Linked DNA regions of Oryctolagus cuniculus: region 1 is linked to region 2. A link is a contact called in public Hi-C data. All regions are on one chromosome and are shown on one strand. Each heading gives the region's core, a stretch centred on a gene start, on an enhancer-like site or on the middle of the called end of the contact. The rest is flanking DNA. Distances are from core to core; before and after follow the strand shown. Region 1 has its middle 25 kb from the start of SLC22A16. Region 2 holds the start of GTF3C6 (general transcription factor IIIC subunit 6).

Region 1 (6,448 bases), core at 1,482-3,981, 350 kb after region 2:
CAAGGGCCAGGGTGCAAAGCGGGAGACTTGACTTTGGCTTCTACACTTCACAGGGGCCTGGGGCTTTGTGGCGGGTTTGTGCAGCACTTACCTCCTCCAACTTGGGTTTCAAATCACTGCTCTTGTTTTCTTTCTAAAAGCTTTAATTATGTGAGGCAGAGACAAACAGACTGACAGACCGACAGAGCTCCTATCCTCTGATTCACTCCCCAGATGTCTGCAACAGCCAGGGCTGGGCCAAGATGAAGCCAGGAGCTGGGGACTCCATCTGGGTCTCCCATATGGATGGCAGGGACTCAGAGACTTGAGCCATCACCTGCTGCTTCCCAGGGGACACATTAGCAGGAAGCTGGAATTACGGGCAGAGCCGGGCCTGGGCCCCAGGCACTGTGATATGGGATGCAGGCGTCTGAGTGGTATCTTAGCACGAGGCCGAAGGACCGCCTGCTTTTGTTTCCCTGGTTGGACTCTGGAGGGTTCCTTGGAAACCATGCTGCCTCTGGGAGCCAGTAGGATTCTAGCAGGACAACGTCCAGAGCACAGGCTGTGACGCAGGAGTTGGGAGTGACGTCACGAGTTCATGGTGTCTGAGATGGAAGGAGCTGTAGCCTGCTCTTCAATACTTGAAGAAAGACAAAGCCATGGTGCAGGAAACAAGAGATCATGTCTTTTTTTTTTTTTTTTTTTTCCAGGCAGAGTTAGACAGTGAGAGAGAGAGACAGAGAGAAAGGTCTTCCTTCTGTTGGTTCACCCTCGAAGTGACCGCTGCGGCCGGCACTGCGCTGATTTGAAGCCAGGAGCCAGGTGCTTCCTCCTGGTCTCCCACATGGGTGCAGGGCCCAAGGACTTGGGCCATCCTCCACTGCACTCCCAGGCCACAGCAGAGAGCTGGACTGGAAGAGGAACAACCGGGACAGAATCTGGCGCCCCGACCGGGACTAGAACCCAGTGTGCCAGCGCCCAGGTGGAGGATTAGCCTAGTGAGCTGCGGCGCCGGCCTTCAAGAGATCTTTTCAACGCTCTTCCTGTGTGTCTGTCTCCCTAACTATACCTATAGATCTATATCTTCATATATAATTAAAAAGTTAGAGAGGCGAAGATCTAGATGGGTGTAAGATTTCCTTTAAGGGGCTGGAGCTGGTACTCAGAGTGGAGGAGGCAGCAGCAGCAGCAGGATCACTGGGAGAGGATGAGCAAGGCTCATTCCCGAGTCTGTTTACAGAAGGGGCCTCGCCTCGCTGTGTCTTCCCCGCTGCTGGCTTCATAATTGCTGGACGTAGCTAGTAATTTCTCATCTGAACATCCATCTTGAAAGGCCCCTATAATTTTCTTATTTCCAAGATGGGCAGTCAAGGAGTCCGCTTGGTCTTATCATCTGGTGGCTTTTCGGAGTGGACAATGCGTGGACCGTGTGACTCGATCTTGTGCAGATCCCTGTAGCTAAGGGGCTGGAGTCAGACAACCAGATCTCGGAGACACGTCTCCGGCTTCTGCGGGCCAAGCCATGGTTTTGTCCCTTCCATGTCCACTCACTGGGGGTAGGGATGGTGTTGAGGGCGCCGACTTCTGTTTCCAAGTCTGAGGTCCCTGCTCACGCATGAGCACCTCTGCCTGGTGTGGGGGCGTCTGCCCGGCCCAGCCCCTCTGCGGCCTTGCACTGCTCCGCAGGGCTTTGCAGCCCACTCAGTTCTCCGGCGGAAAACTGCCCAACGCCAGGCTGAATTCTGGGGGTGGAAATTAGTTGTTGAACCAAATCTGGGCTCCCAAGAAAAACCACGTTTTACAGAGCACGTTTTTTCTTTTATTGGTTTTTGCTCTAAAAAGCAAAGGCCCGAGAACAGCTGCTGGCTGTTTATACAGTCTTTTTGGCTGAAGTGTTAGACCATAGGTGTTTTCTTCTCCACTTAGAATGGCACGTATTCCTACCCAGGCAGCATAAGCCCTCCGCCCACATGGTCACCAGTACTAGTGTGCGCCTCTTCCCTCTTCTTAGGTCTCTGCGGGAGATCGAAGTGTTGTTTTGCTTTTCCTATTCTTTCTTTCTTTTCCAATCCCTAAATATCCCCAACAACCAGGGCTGGGCCAGGCCACAGCAAGGAGCCTAGAATTCCACTGGGTCTCCCACGTGGGTGGTAGGGACCCAAGTCCTGAGGCCATCATCTGCTGCCTCCCAGGGTGCCCAGTAGCAGGAGACTGGAATTGGGCGGAGGTGGGACTTGAACCCGGCACTCTGATAGGGGATGTGACATGTTAACTGCTGTGCCAAACGCCCACTCGCAGTTTCTGACTGGTGGTCTTGAACTCAGGCTTTGGTCTCTGAAAGTAGATGGCTAGGATGGGTCAGCATGCTGCTGCTCACCTCTGGGGCCGCCTCGGCGTGGGTATTCACATGAGACGTTCCAGTGGAAGCTTCCGGAGGTGCCAGTTGGTCTGTCCGTCTGGATCGCAGGAGGGAAAGTGGCTATGGGCTGGCGTGCTCCCTGCTCTGATGCTGATCTGGAATTCGGAAGCTCGTTCCTGCCGCACCTCACCTCCGCGGACATGCTCTGAGCACATCACCATTCATCACCACCCTCAAGGTCAGGTTCAGACTGTCTCTTCTGAATCTCTCGTAACCTGTGACTCATGTGTTAGTCATCCAAGCACGTGCAAACTCCACCATAGAGGCTAGGAAAACACTGCAGTCTGCGGCAAGATCAGCAGGGCTTAGGCAAGCCTTGGAGACGGCGGAAACCCACTGCCTCGCCTGCGCCAGGGAGCAGCCCAAATGCTTCCCACACCCGCGGACCGTGTGTTACCATAGCAATTCCTACCCCATGAGACAATGGTGACAACACCGCGCTACATGTTATTTCAGGTTTTCTTGGGAGTTTATTTGCCTGCAAAATGACTCCCTTTCATCGAAAGTTTATCTTCTTTTAGGTCATCAGCTTGTCTTGATTTCTAGGTGGGGGAATGGTCTGACCTTTAATTTTGGAAAGGGCAGCTCCTTGTACCTCAGTTAGAAGAGACAGCTGCTGGCTGCATCTCCCTGATTCTTCAGACATGCAAATCCTGCCCAAGGAATAGCAGGTTCCTTCATCCGTCACCCCAAGGGCCAGGACACCTCTAAGTCAGTCTCCAGAACGTGGGGATTCTTGCAAGGTGATGCCAGAGAAGCACTGTGGGCTTGCTCAAAGCAAGATAAGCCTCGGTGGCCGATAACCTGTGTAGCCACCCCTGTGAAGTGACATCACCACCTGTCATAGTCACGGTGTCACCTCCGATCCCCCAAGCTCCCAGAGGTCCTCCCCAATCTTAGTCTTTTGTCATGTGTCATTGAACAAACTTTGGTTGAACTTAGTAAAAGAACATGATTTTTTTTCTTTTAAAATAACGGATCCAAATTAGATGATTAGAAAAAGTTCCTTCCCATGTGTGAACACAAGACAGTACGTTGTATGACACTATTTGCAAAGTACATTTTTGTGGTAAAATAATATCTTCCTTTGGGAGATAAGGGTTTGGGCCCACTCAAGATTCCAAGAAGTCATGCAGCAAAGGAATTTCACGCAACTCTGTTCTCACAGGGTTTTTCTTCGCCTCTCTGCATCCGGCCAGTGGGAAAAACTGGTCTGGAAACCTGTGTTGAGGTTTGTCAATCACCATTTCCAGGCTTGGTCCTTTTGAGATCCCGGGCCCAGGAACCACTGGAGATCCCATCCCACTGCGGCCATCTCTGTCCTGGTCCTCGTGTCAGGAGCCACTGCCCACTGGCCCTCATGCCTTCTGTCTCCTCTCCACGACCCCCTCACCCGCCCCTCTGCCTGCAGGGGCAGCTTCTGTGTGGTGGTTCACTTCCTATTTCGTGATGAACACATGTGTGTTCCAGTGGGGGGCTGGTAGGCGTGGGCAGAGCCATATGGTGTGAAGGATATGTGGCAGGACGGCCCCCCTTACGGGGGGTAGCTGTTGCCCAAACGTAAGGGGCAGGACATTTGCCTGAACCTGCATTAAGGCTGGTGTGGAACGTGGGACACATATGACTTTGTTAAGGGAGACTGGGGGACAGTGACCTGGACAAGTGCATTGCATCACAAAAGCACGGCACATGCATCTGAACCCAGTGATTGGCAGCCTGGTCCTCCCCGTGTCTCACCCTTTAGGTACCTGGGGTGGGGTGGCAGGCTTGTCTTGAGCAGGGGCTGCATATCCTTGCCAGTAGGTCTTCTCAAAGGACAGCGGGTTGGTTCTGGCTGCTGTAACAGAACACCAGAGACCAGGCAGCACATAAACAGAAATGTCCTCCCCAGCGTGGGCGTTGGGCACAGCAGCTGACATGCTGCCTGGGATGCTGCATCAGAGTACCCGAGTTCAAGACCCAGCTCCACTCCCAATTCCAGCTTCCTGCTAGTGTGCAGCCTGGGGAGTGCTGGCTCAGGTACTTGGGTTCCTGCTACCCACATGGGAGACCAGGACTGAGTTCCAGTTCCAGGCTTCAGCTTGCCACAGCACGGGCTGTTGTTTGCATTTGGGGAGTGAACCAGCAGATGGGAGATATTGCTGTCTCCCTCCAATAAATAACTAGAAATAATTAAATAATAAAAAATGTATTTATCATGGTTCCGGATCCCGGGCAATCTGTGAGCAAGGTGCCCGCAGTTTCGATGTCTGGTGAGGGCCCTCTGTGTGGGAGACAGCCAGCTTTTCTGTGCCAACTCACACGGCATGAAGGGGTCTCCCTGAAGCCTCTTTGATGAGGGCACAGATCCCATTCATGAGGGATCTGCCCTGGTGATCCACTCTCCAAAGTCCCTGCCTCCTAATGCGACATCACCTTGGGGTTAGGATTTCAATACATGACCTTGGAGGCTGGAGGGGCACAGACATTCAGACCATAGATGGGTTGATTCGTTTGTCAATGAGATCAGACTGGATGTCTCACCGTTGGCACACACACCATGGATTACGCTGGCACCGGGCACCAGGTTTATTTGGCCAAATGCATGCTCCCAGACGCTAGCCATGTGCACACTTTGCGAGGAGACAGACAAAAGCTAGAAACTGCTTGCCCAACAATCATTAGTTTTATAGCTGAGTAAGTTATGAATAATCGTGCTTCCAGCGATTTCATTACCAATCTGCCCCCAGCAGCAAGATGAAGCTGATAACATGTTTATGGGCTAGTAAAGTTTTTTTCTACTAATTTGCAAGGCTATAATAAAACCCATGAACTTGATGGCCTGCAGGAAACATAGCGAGAACTAGGAATGCAGAGTAATTTGGAGCTTGAGGGCGTCTTCAGGCCGTGCAGGAAATGACTCTCAGAGAGCAGATGAATCACAGGATTTTAAACAGAAAATAATGATGCTCACTTTAAACTTAACCAGCTATAGCCTGAGGGAAAATGTTTAAATTGTGGCGATTTCCTGCTTTCAATTATTCTTGATTTATGGGATAAAATTATTTCAAGTATGTAAAAATAATATACAAATAAAAAACAACCACTGGAACACAGTGCATTCTGTAATGTATTGTTAACTTTATTTTTTAAAGATTTATTTATTTTATTTGAAAGGCAGAGCTACAGAGGAGAGGGGAGGGAGGGAGGAAGAGAGAGAGAGAGAGAGAGATCTTCCACCTGCTGGCTCACTCCCCCAATGGGCCAGGCCAAAATCAGGAACCAGAAGCTTCTCCCAGGTCTCCCACGTGGGTGTAGGGGTCCAAGCACTTGGGCCAACCTCTGCTGCTTTCTGGGCCGTTAGCAGGGAGCTGGATCGGAAGTGGAGCAGCCGGGACTCAAACCTGTGCCCATATGGGATGCTGGCACTGCAGGCGGTGGCTTTACCTGCTATGTTACAGCGTAGGCCCAGATATTAACTTTTATTTGTTACACAGTGTTCATCCACAGTCACATTGTGCCCTCTGGTGGCAGAAGTGTTATTACACTTAGAAGACACGCCCTGGTATATTTTATTTAGACATCAATCAGCTTTGTTTTGGGAGAGTTTGTTCAAGTGGAAAGATGGTTTGCAGAGGGGAGTTGGTGAAAATTATTGCCAAGGTACCTTAAAGGATGCAATCTTGGGGGAGGGCTATCCTGAAATGGGAACAAACACCGAAAGGAGTCCTGATGTTTTAAAAAGACGCAAAGAGAAAGCAGCCAGGGTTACAGAGAGGCAGAGGGAAAGAGAGAGAGGGAGAGAGAGAGAGAGAGAGAGAGAGAGAGAGAGAGAGATCTTCTATGCACTGGTTCAGTCCCAAAATGGCTGCAATGGCTGGAGCTGCACTGATTCGAACCCAGGAGCCGGGAGCTTCTTGTGGGCATCCCATGTGGGTTCAGGAACCCAAGGACTTGGACCATCTTCTACTGCTTTCCCAGGCCATAGCAGAGAGCTGGATTGGAAGTGGAGCAGCTGGGACTCAAACCGGTGCCTATATGGGACCGGCACTGCAGGCAGCAGCTTTA
Region 2 (7,229 bases), core at 2,665-5,164:
ATAAAAAAGAAATCTTAAAAAACACACACACACACACACACACAAAAGGAGGGGGGGTGCCCAATGCTGTGCCGTAGTGGGTAAAGCCACCACCTGCAGTGCTGGCATCCCATATGGGTGCCAACTCGAGTCTCAGCTGCTCTACTTCCAATCCAGCTCCCTGCTAATGGTCTGGGAAAGCAGTAGAAGACTGCCCAACTGCTTGGGCCCCAGAAGAAGCTCCTGGCTCCTGGCTTCAGATCAGCGCAGCTTGGCCATTGTGGCCATCTGGGCAGTGAACCAGCAGACGAAGACCTCTCTTCTCTCTCTCTGCCTCTCTTCTCTCTGTGTAACTCTGACTTTCAATAATTAAGTAAATCTTTAAAAAAAAAAAAAGCCAATGAGAATAAACTGTGGTAAGGGCTCAAAATGAAGTACTACTGAGGCCATAAACAAGAGTGTCAATTTGTTAAGTCAACAACAGGAGTCACTGTGCACTTACTCCTCATGTAGGATCTCTGTCCTTAGTGTGCTGTACATTGTGATTTAATGCTATAACTAGTACTCAAACAGTATTTTTCACTTTATGTTTCTGTGTGGGAGCAAACTGTTGAAATCTTTACTTAATGTATGCTAAACTGATCTTCTGTATATAAAGAGAATCGAAAATGAATCTTGATGTGAATGGAAGGGGAGAGGGAGTGGGAAAGGGGAGGGTTGTGGGTGGGAGGGACGTTATGGGGGGGAAGCCATTGTAATCCATAAGCTGTACTTTGAAAATTTATATTCATTAAATAAAAGTTAAAAAAAAATGAAGTACTAAAGAGCAGGGAGCAAAAATGAACTAGAGCTGTCTCTCTTTTTTTAATGTTTATTTGAAAGGCAGAGTGAAAGAGAGAGGAGGAGAGAAAAATCTTCCACCCACTGGTTCATTCCCAAATTAGCTATAACAGCCACGTCTGAAACAGGCCAGAGCCAGAAGCCTTAACTCCATCTGAGCCTCTGATAGGGGTGGCCAGGGCCATCATCTGCTGCTTTCCCAGGAACATTAGCAGGAAGCTGGATAAGCAGAGGAGTAGCGGGAGTAGCAGTGACACAAACTAGCATTCCCATATGGGATGACAGCGTCACAGCAAAGCCTTAACAGGCTCTGGCACAACTCTAGCCTCTACAGCTATATACCTCAGCATGTACACATCTCAGAACAGAAGTGAAAAAAGATACAGAATGATATCTATAGTATACTATAATTTATATAGTTTGGAAATAAATAAAACATGATTAATATCTGTGAATAGATACGTCCACTATGTAACATAAAATCCAGTACAGGAAAGATAAACACCAAATTCAGGAGAGTAATTACCTCTGAAGCCAGAGGGAAGGGAACACATTTGGAAGGGGTTATAGAGAGCTTCTGGAATTATTTTTAAACTATAATCTGAGTCAAGTTTGGCAAATGGTAGAATCTGTTACAGCCAGACAAAAGGTACATGAAAAGTCTAATTTTAATTATACAGGCTTATGTGTGAGAACCAGTTCATAGTCAACAGAGTTGGGCTAGCATAACAATCACATACCGTTTTCCACATTTTCTTCAAATATAACACAGGTCCCAAGAGTGTCTGCAGAAACAACGTGAAGGTAACTTGTTGAGAGCTACAGAGGTACCGTCTCGGAAAGGCATATTAAAAAAGGAATTCCATGTAACTGCCATCCTCCTAACCTTCATACTCCCCAGCAAAGACATAGCGGTCCACTTGCAGAATGGGCCTCTCTGAATCAATTCCCTGCAACAGAATAAAAGATCATTAAAAAAAAAATCATCAGGGAAAAACTTCCACCATGTAACCCTGCTACCAAGGATACACTTCCCAAAGGGCGGCACCTCAGGAGCATCTTGTTCTAGCAAGTTCAAAATCAACCACAACTGCTCCTCCAAGCAGCCGCTACACATTCAGCACCACTTGACTCCTACCCAAGCAGCAAAGTCTGTTTCAGTCAGCATCCTCTTCCAGCTTAGGGCAAGCTCAGAGGCCATTCCAGCAGCAGCAGCCTAATGGTTTTAAAGGAAAGGGATGAGGCCGGCACTGGGGCTCACTAGGCTAATCCTCCGCCTGCGGCACCAGTACTCCGGGTTCTAGTCCCGGTTGGGGCGCCGGATTCTATCCCAGTTGCTCCTCTTGCATTCTAGCTCTCTGCTGTGGCCCAGGAAGGCAGTGGAGGATGGTCCAAGGGCTTGGGCCCTGCACCCACATAGGAGACCAAGAGGGAGCTCCTGGCTCCTGGCTTCTGACTGGCGCAGCTTGCCGGCCGTAGTGGCCATTTGGGGGGTGAGCCAATGGAATGAAGACCTTTTCTCTGTCTCTCTGCCTGTCAAAAAAAAAAAAAAAAAAAAAAAAAGGAAAGGGATGAAGCAGATGGTAATTTACGAGGCTGACACTCCAGCCAACAGCAGGTGTGATGTCCATGAAATCTCTCACAGGCATCTTCTCCCCCTATCCACGGGTTAGCCTCTGTGTGCACCTGATCAGTGTTTCTTCCCTACTGCTCTTAAGTTTCAAAAAGCAATGCATTGGGGCCAGCGCTGTGGCGGAGCGGGTAACACTGCTGCCTGCAATGCTGGCATCCTATATGGGTGCCGGTTTGAGTCCCAGCTACTCCACTTCCAATCCAGCTCTCTGCTGTGGCCTGGGAAAGCAGTAGAGGATGCCCAAGTCCTTGGGCCCCTGCACCTGCACGGGCAACCCAGAAGAAACTCCTGGCTCCTGGCTTTGGATCGGTGCAGCTCTGGCTGTTGCAACCAATTGTGGAGCGAACCATCGGATGGAAGACCTCTCTCTCTCTCCCTCTCTGCATCTCCTTTTTGTATGTAACTCTTTCAAATAAATACATCTTAAAAAAAAAAAAAGGCAATGCATTTTTTCAACACATCATATTATTCCACATCAAAATGTTACCTGCTCCACACCTTAACCTGTCTCTGCAGCCACACTCTGGCACTCATGCAAACACACGGATCACTCCCCCGGAAATCGACTGCTACAGTCCCGCCTGTGCACCCTTTGGGACCCTAGTGGGTCCCCCCTTTGTAAGGTGCAAGCCACACATCGGTCTTTGGCCCTTCTGTCAATGTAAGAAAAGCCACACAACTGTCCAATTCCATTAGACTCACCAAAATCTTGCATTTATTTTCACACTTGGAGAGAAAGTCTGAATCCATAATTCCCGACAATTCCACCAGCACCAACTGCTCCTGGTGGAGGAAAGAGGGGCAAACATGCCAGCGTGGCGGGAGGAGGCAAGGAACCAAACAAGTCCCAAACTGTGAACCCGGGCCCCGTGTTCAGCCAGGACGCAAGCGACGGCGGCTACCGAAGGCGCCTTCCCCACATTCGAGCCCGCCTGGCGGAGGCGGCTCGCGCTCAGGGCAGGACGCCGGCGAGGCGCCGCGGGGCCTCCCTCGCGCCGGACGGGTCCCGGACTCCCTTCCCACACGCAGCCTGCGCCGCCATCCCCGCCCCTGGCGAGCGCCGGGGTTTCCCGGCCGCAGCGCTTACGGCCTCTTCTTCCTCGCCCGTGTCCTCCCGCCGCCGCCGCCCGGCCGCCGCCATGGTCGCGCTCCTCCTCGCGCCCGCGTCAGTCGTCCCGCCCGCCGGCGCCGCCATCTTGAGTCCGGGCAGCAGCTCCGCCGGCTCCTGCGGCTCCGCTCCTGCCAGGACGCGAGATGGCGTCGGCCGGGGGTCCCGGCCCAGGGCGCCACGCACGGGCGTGAGCTTGGGGCGGGGCTTCGCCGGGCTCCGCGGACGACCCTCAGGAGAGGGGCGCTGCCCCCCGCCCCGGGAGCCGCTGGGCTGCGGGCTCAGAGGATCCCTGGTGTGGGAGGAGAGGGACCCAGCGGCCTTGTGTTGACCCCAGCGTAGATTTCTTGGAAAGAAATTGTTTTCTTTTTTAAAGATTCAATCATCCACTCATATATAAGGCAGAGTTACTGAGAGAGGGAGAGATCTTCCATCCGCTGGTTCACTCCCCAGATGCCCAGCATTCCAGGAGGCTGAACTCCCTCCGGGTCCCCAACGTGGGTTCAGGGACCCGAGCGCTTGAGCGGACTTCCACTGCCTCCCCAGCCTATTAGCAAGGGGCTGGATTGGAACAGCTGGGACTAGAACTGGCACTGTTATGGGACACCGGCCTGGCCCCACCCCGCCTCTCTCTGGCCCCACATCCCCTCCGCCACAGAAATTCTTACAGGATTAAATGAAGTAATACACATAAAACAGAATTAGCCCAATATTTGACACATAGTAAGCAGTTAATGTCTCTCTATTGCTTCTCAGCCTTTTGGCTAAGATCAAGTGTAGTATCAGTTAATGTGTCTCTAATCCATTACTAGTAGTAATATAGAGAATTTTTTGTTTGGCAATAGTTTTAAAAGGTTAATAGAAAAAAAGGAAGTAAAAGATAAATTTATTTTGGTGCAAAGTTTTTTTTGAAATCCAGAGGAAGGATTTTTTTTTCTAATTTACTTGACAGAGTTATAGATAGTGAGAGAAAGGTCTTCCTTCCATTGGTTCACCCCCCAAATGGCCGCTATGGTTGGCGCTGTGCTGATCCAAAGCCAGGAGCCAGGTGCTTGAACCAGGTGCTTCTTCTGGGTCTCCCATGCGGGTGCAGGGCCCAAGCACCTGGGCCATCCTTCACTGCCCTCCTGGGCCACAGCAGAGAGCTGGACTGGAAGAGGAGCAACCGGGACTAGAACCCGGCACCCATATGGCATGCTGGCGCCGCAGGCGGAGGATTAAGCAAGTGAGCCACAGTGCCAGCCCCCAGAGGAAGGATTTTTAAAACAGTCCATGAGAAATGCATATGATGATAAAACTATGCATAGTTTACTCCCCCACAGCTGGGGCTGGGCCAGGCAGAAGCCAGGAGATCGGAACTCAATCCAGGTCTCCCATGTGGCTGTCAGGGACCCACACACTTTAGTCAACAACTGCTGCTTCCCAGGGTACACATCAGCATGAAGCATAATCAGAAGCAGAGCCAGACACCAGGTACTCTGATATGGGATGTAAGGGTCCCAAGTGATGTCTTTGTAATATTTATCATAAATTTGGAGGGCGGAGAAAGATTACATCCCCTGGTTCACTCACAAAATAGCCATAACGGCCAGGACTAGGTCAAGCTGAAGCCAGGAGCTTCATTCAGGTCTCCCACATGGGTGGCAGGAACCCAAACATTTGGGCCATCAACCACTGCCTTCCAAGGTAAGTTAGCAGGGAACTGGATAGGAAGCAGAGCGGTTGGGCTGGAACCAGCACTCTCTTATGGATTGCTGGCATCGCAAGTGATTTTGTTTTAAGATTTATTTATTTGAAAGGCTAAACTAGAGAGAGAGAGAGAGAAAGAGAGAGAAGAGAGATCTTCCATACACTGGTTTGCTCCTTAAATGGCAGCGATGAAGCCAAGAGCCTGAAACTCCATCTGGGTCTTCTATGTGGGTGGCAGGGGCCCAAGCACTTGAGACATCATCTGCTGCTTTCCCAGGCAAACTAGTAGGGAACTAGATCGGAAGTGGAGTAGCTGGGCCTTGAATCAATGCTCATATGGGACGGTGGTGGCTTTACCCATTGCACCACAATGTTGGCCCCTACAGTTGAAATATTTTTTAAAAAAAGATTTACTGGGGCTGATGCTGTGGCATAGTGGGTAAAGCCACCACCTGCAGTGCCGGCATCCCATATGGGTGCCGGTTTGAGTCCCAGCTGCTCCACTACTTATCCAGCTCTCTGCTGTGGCCTGGGAAAGCAGTGGAAGATGGCCAAAGTCCTTGGGTCCCTGCACCCGCATGGGAAGACCCAGAGGAAGCTCCTGGCTCCTGGCTTCAGATTGGCACAGCTCCGGCTGTCATGGACAATTGGGGAGTGAACCAGCAGATGGAAGACCTCTCTCTCTTTTTTTCTCTCTGCCTCTCCTTCTCTCTCTGTGTAACTCTGACTTTCAAATAAATAAATAAATATTTAAAAGAAAAAGATTTATCTATTTATTTGAAAGAGAGAAATCAATCTTTCATCTGCTGGTTCCCTCCCCAGATGGCCACAATGGCTGGGGCTGGCCCAGGCTGAAGCCAGGAGCCAGAAGCTTCATCAGGTATCCCACACATTGGTGGCAGAGACCCAAACACTTGGGCCATCCTCTACTGCTTTCCCAGGCCATTAGTAGGGAGCTGGATCGGAAGTGGAGCAGCCACAATGTGAACCGGCACCTATATGGGATGCTGGCACTGCAGGTGTTGGCTTTACCGACTATAACACAAGGCCAGCCTCCACAAGTGCCAACTTAACTCCAGCAGACAAGCACTTTTGGACAGATGTCCTCGTGGAAGAGTTTTCTGTAAGGATGCAGTTCTAGCTCAGTCGGGTGATAGTGAGGCAGGAAGCAGATAAGGGCTAATTGGGGAAGCTGAGGGGGGGAAAATTTCCAAAAATATTTCCTTAGAGGCTATTTGTATAAATAAGATAACAGCTAAACAAATCCCAAAAGCTTTCAAAGCCTAACTCCTTGTTTGATACATGACTTGTCAAGAACTTGCCTGTCTAAAAAGCCTTCCCTTGGAAGCTACATGTATAGACATGATAACAGCCAGATGGCCGGCACACCAGGTGACTTCAACACCACACCTGGGCCCCTCACCCAGGAACCAGCTCCCATAAAATCACAGCACCAGTTATCTGCGGGGCCTCGGGTCTCAGCCTCATCTCTGATCCATTGGTCCACTCCTACTCTATGAAAGACTCTGCTTGCTTTTCCTGTAATAAAACTTTTCTGTTACTGTCGGTGTGAGCCTCATTCAATTCACCATCTGAGATTTAAAAGAACCTGGTCCCGGCCGCGGTTCAATAGGCTAATCCTCCGCCTGTGGTGCCGGCACACCGGGTTCTAGTCCCGGTAGGGGTGCGGGTTCTGTCCCGGTTGCCCCTCTTCCAGGCCAGCCCTCTGCTGTGGCCAGGGAGTGCAGTGGAGGATGGCCCAAGTGCTTGGGCCCTGCACCCCATGGGAGACCAGGAGAAGCACCTGGCTCCTGCCTTCGGATCAGCGTGATGCACAGGCTGCAGCACGCCGGCTGCAGCAGCCATTGGAGGGTGAACCAACAGCAAAAGGAAGACCTTTCTCTCTGTCTCTCTGTCTCTCACTGTCCACTCTGCCTGTCAAAAAATTAAAAAAAAAAAAAAAAAAAAAAAAGAACCTGG

What was found. Hi-C and Micro-C count contacts between places; a contact is called where the count stands out from the background.
Region 1: a contact with region 2 is called in a Hi-C map of embryonic fibroblasts, with 7 times the contacts expected there. The contact joins the enhancer-like site here to the promoter of GTF3C6 in region 2. A contact is called at or near these places in 5 of 6 Hi-C or Micro-C datasets (ear pinna, embryonic fibroblasts, psoas muscle and 2 more).

Annotation. Positions count from the first base shown.
Region 1 is chr5:61,007,805-61,014,252 of mOryCun1.1, forward strand. No RefSeq gene overlaps it. Among named protein-coding and RNA genes, the nearest start is that of SLC22A16, 25 kb to the right of the region's middle. Within about 2 kb of position 2,732, at least 3 of the 8 cell types and tissues checked have an H3K27ac peak or open chromatin away from gene starts, as enhancers often do.
Region 2 is chr5:60,658,507-60,665,735 of mOryCun1.1, forward strand. GTF3C6 (general transcription factor IIIC subunit 6) reads right to left here and starts at 3,915. Exons shown (of 6, transcript XM_051854406.2): 1 at 3,540-3,915; 2 at 3,155-3,235; 3 at 1,706-1,769; 4 at 1,560-1,604. The coding sequence starts at 3,647. It also overlaps the pseudogene LOC127493284.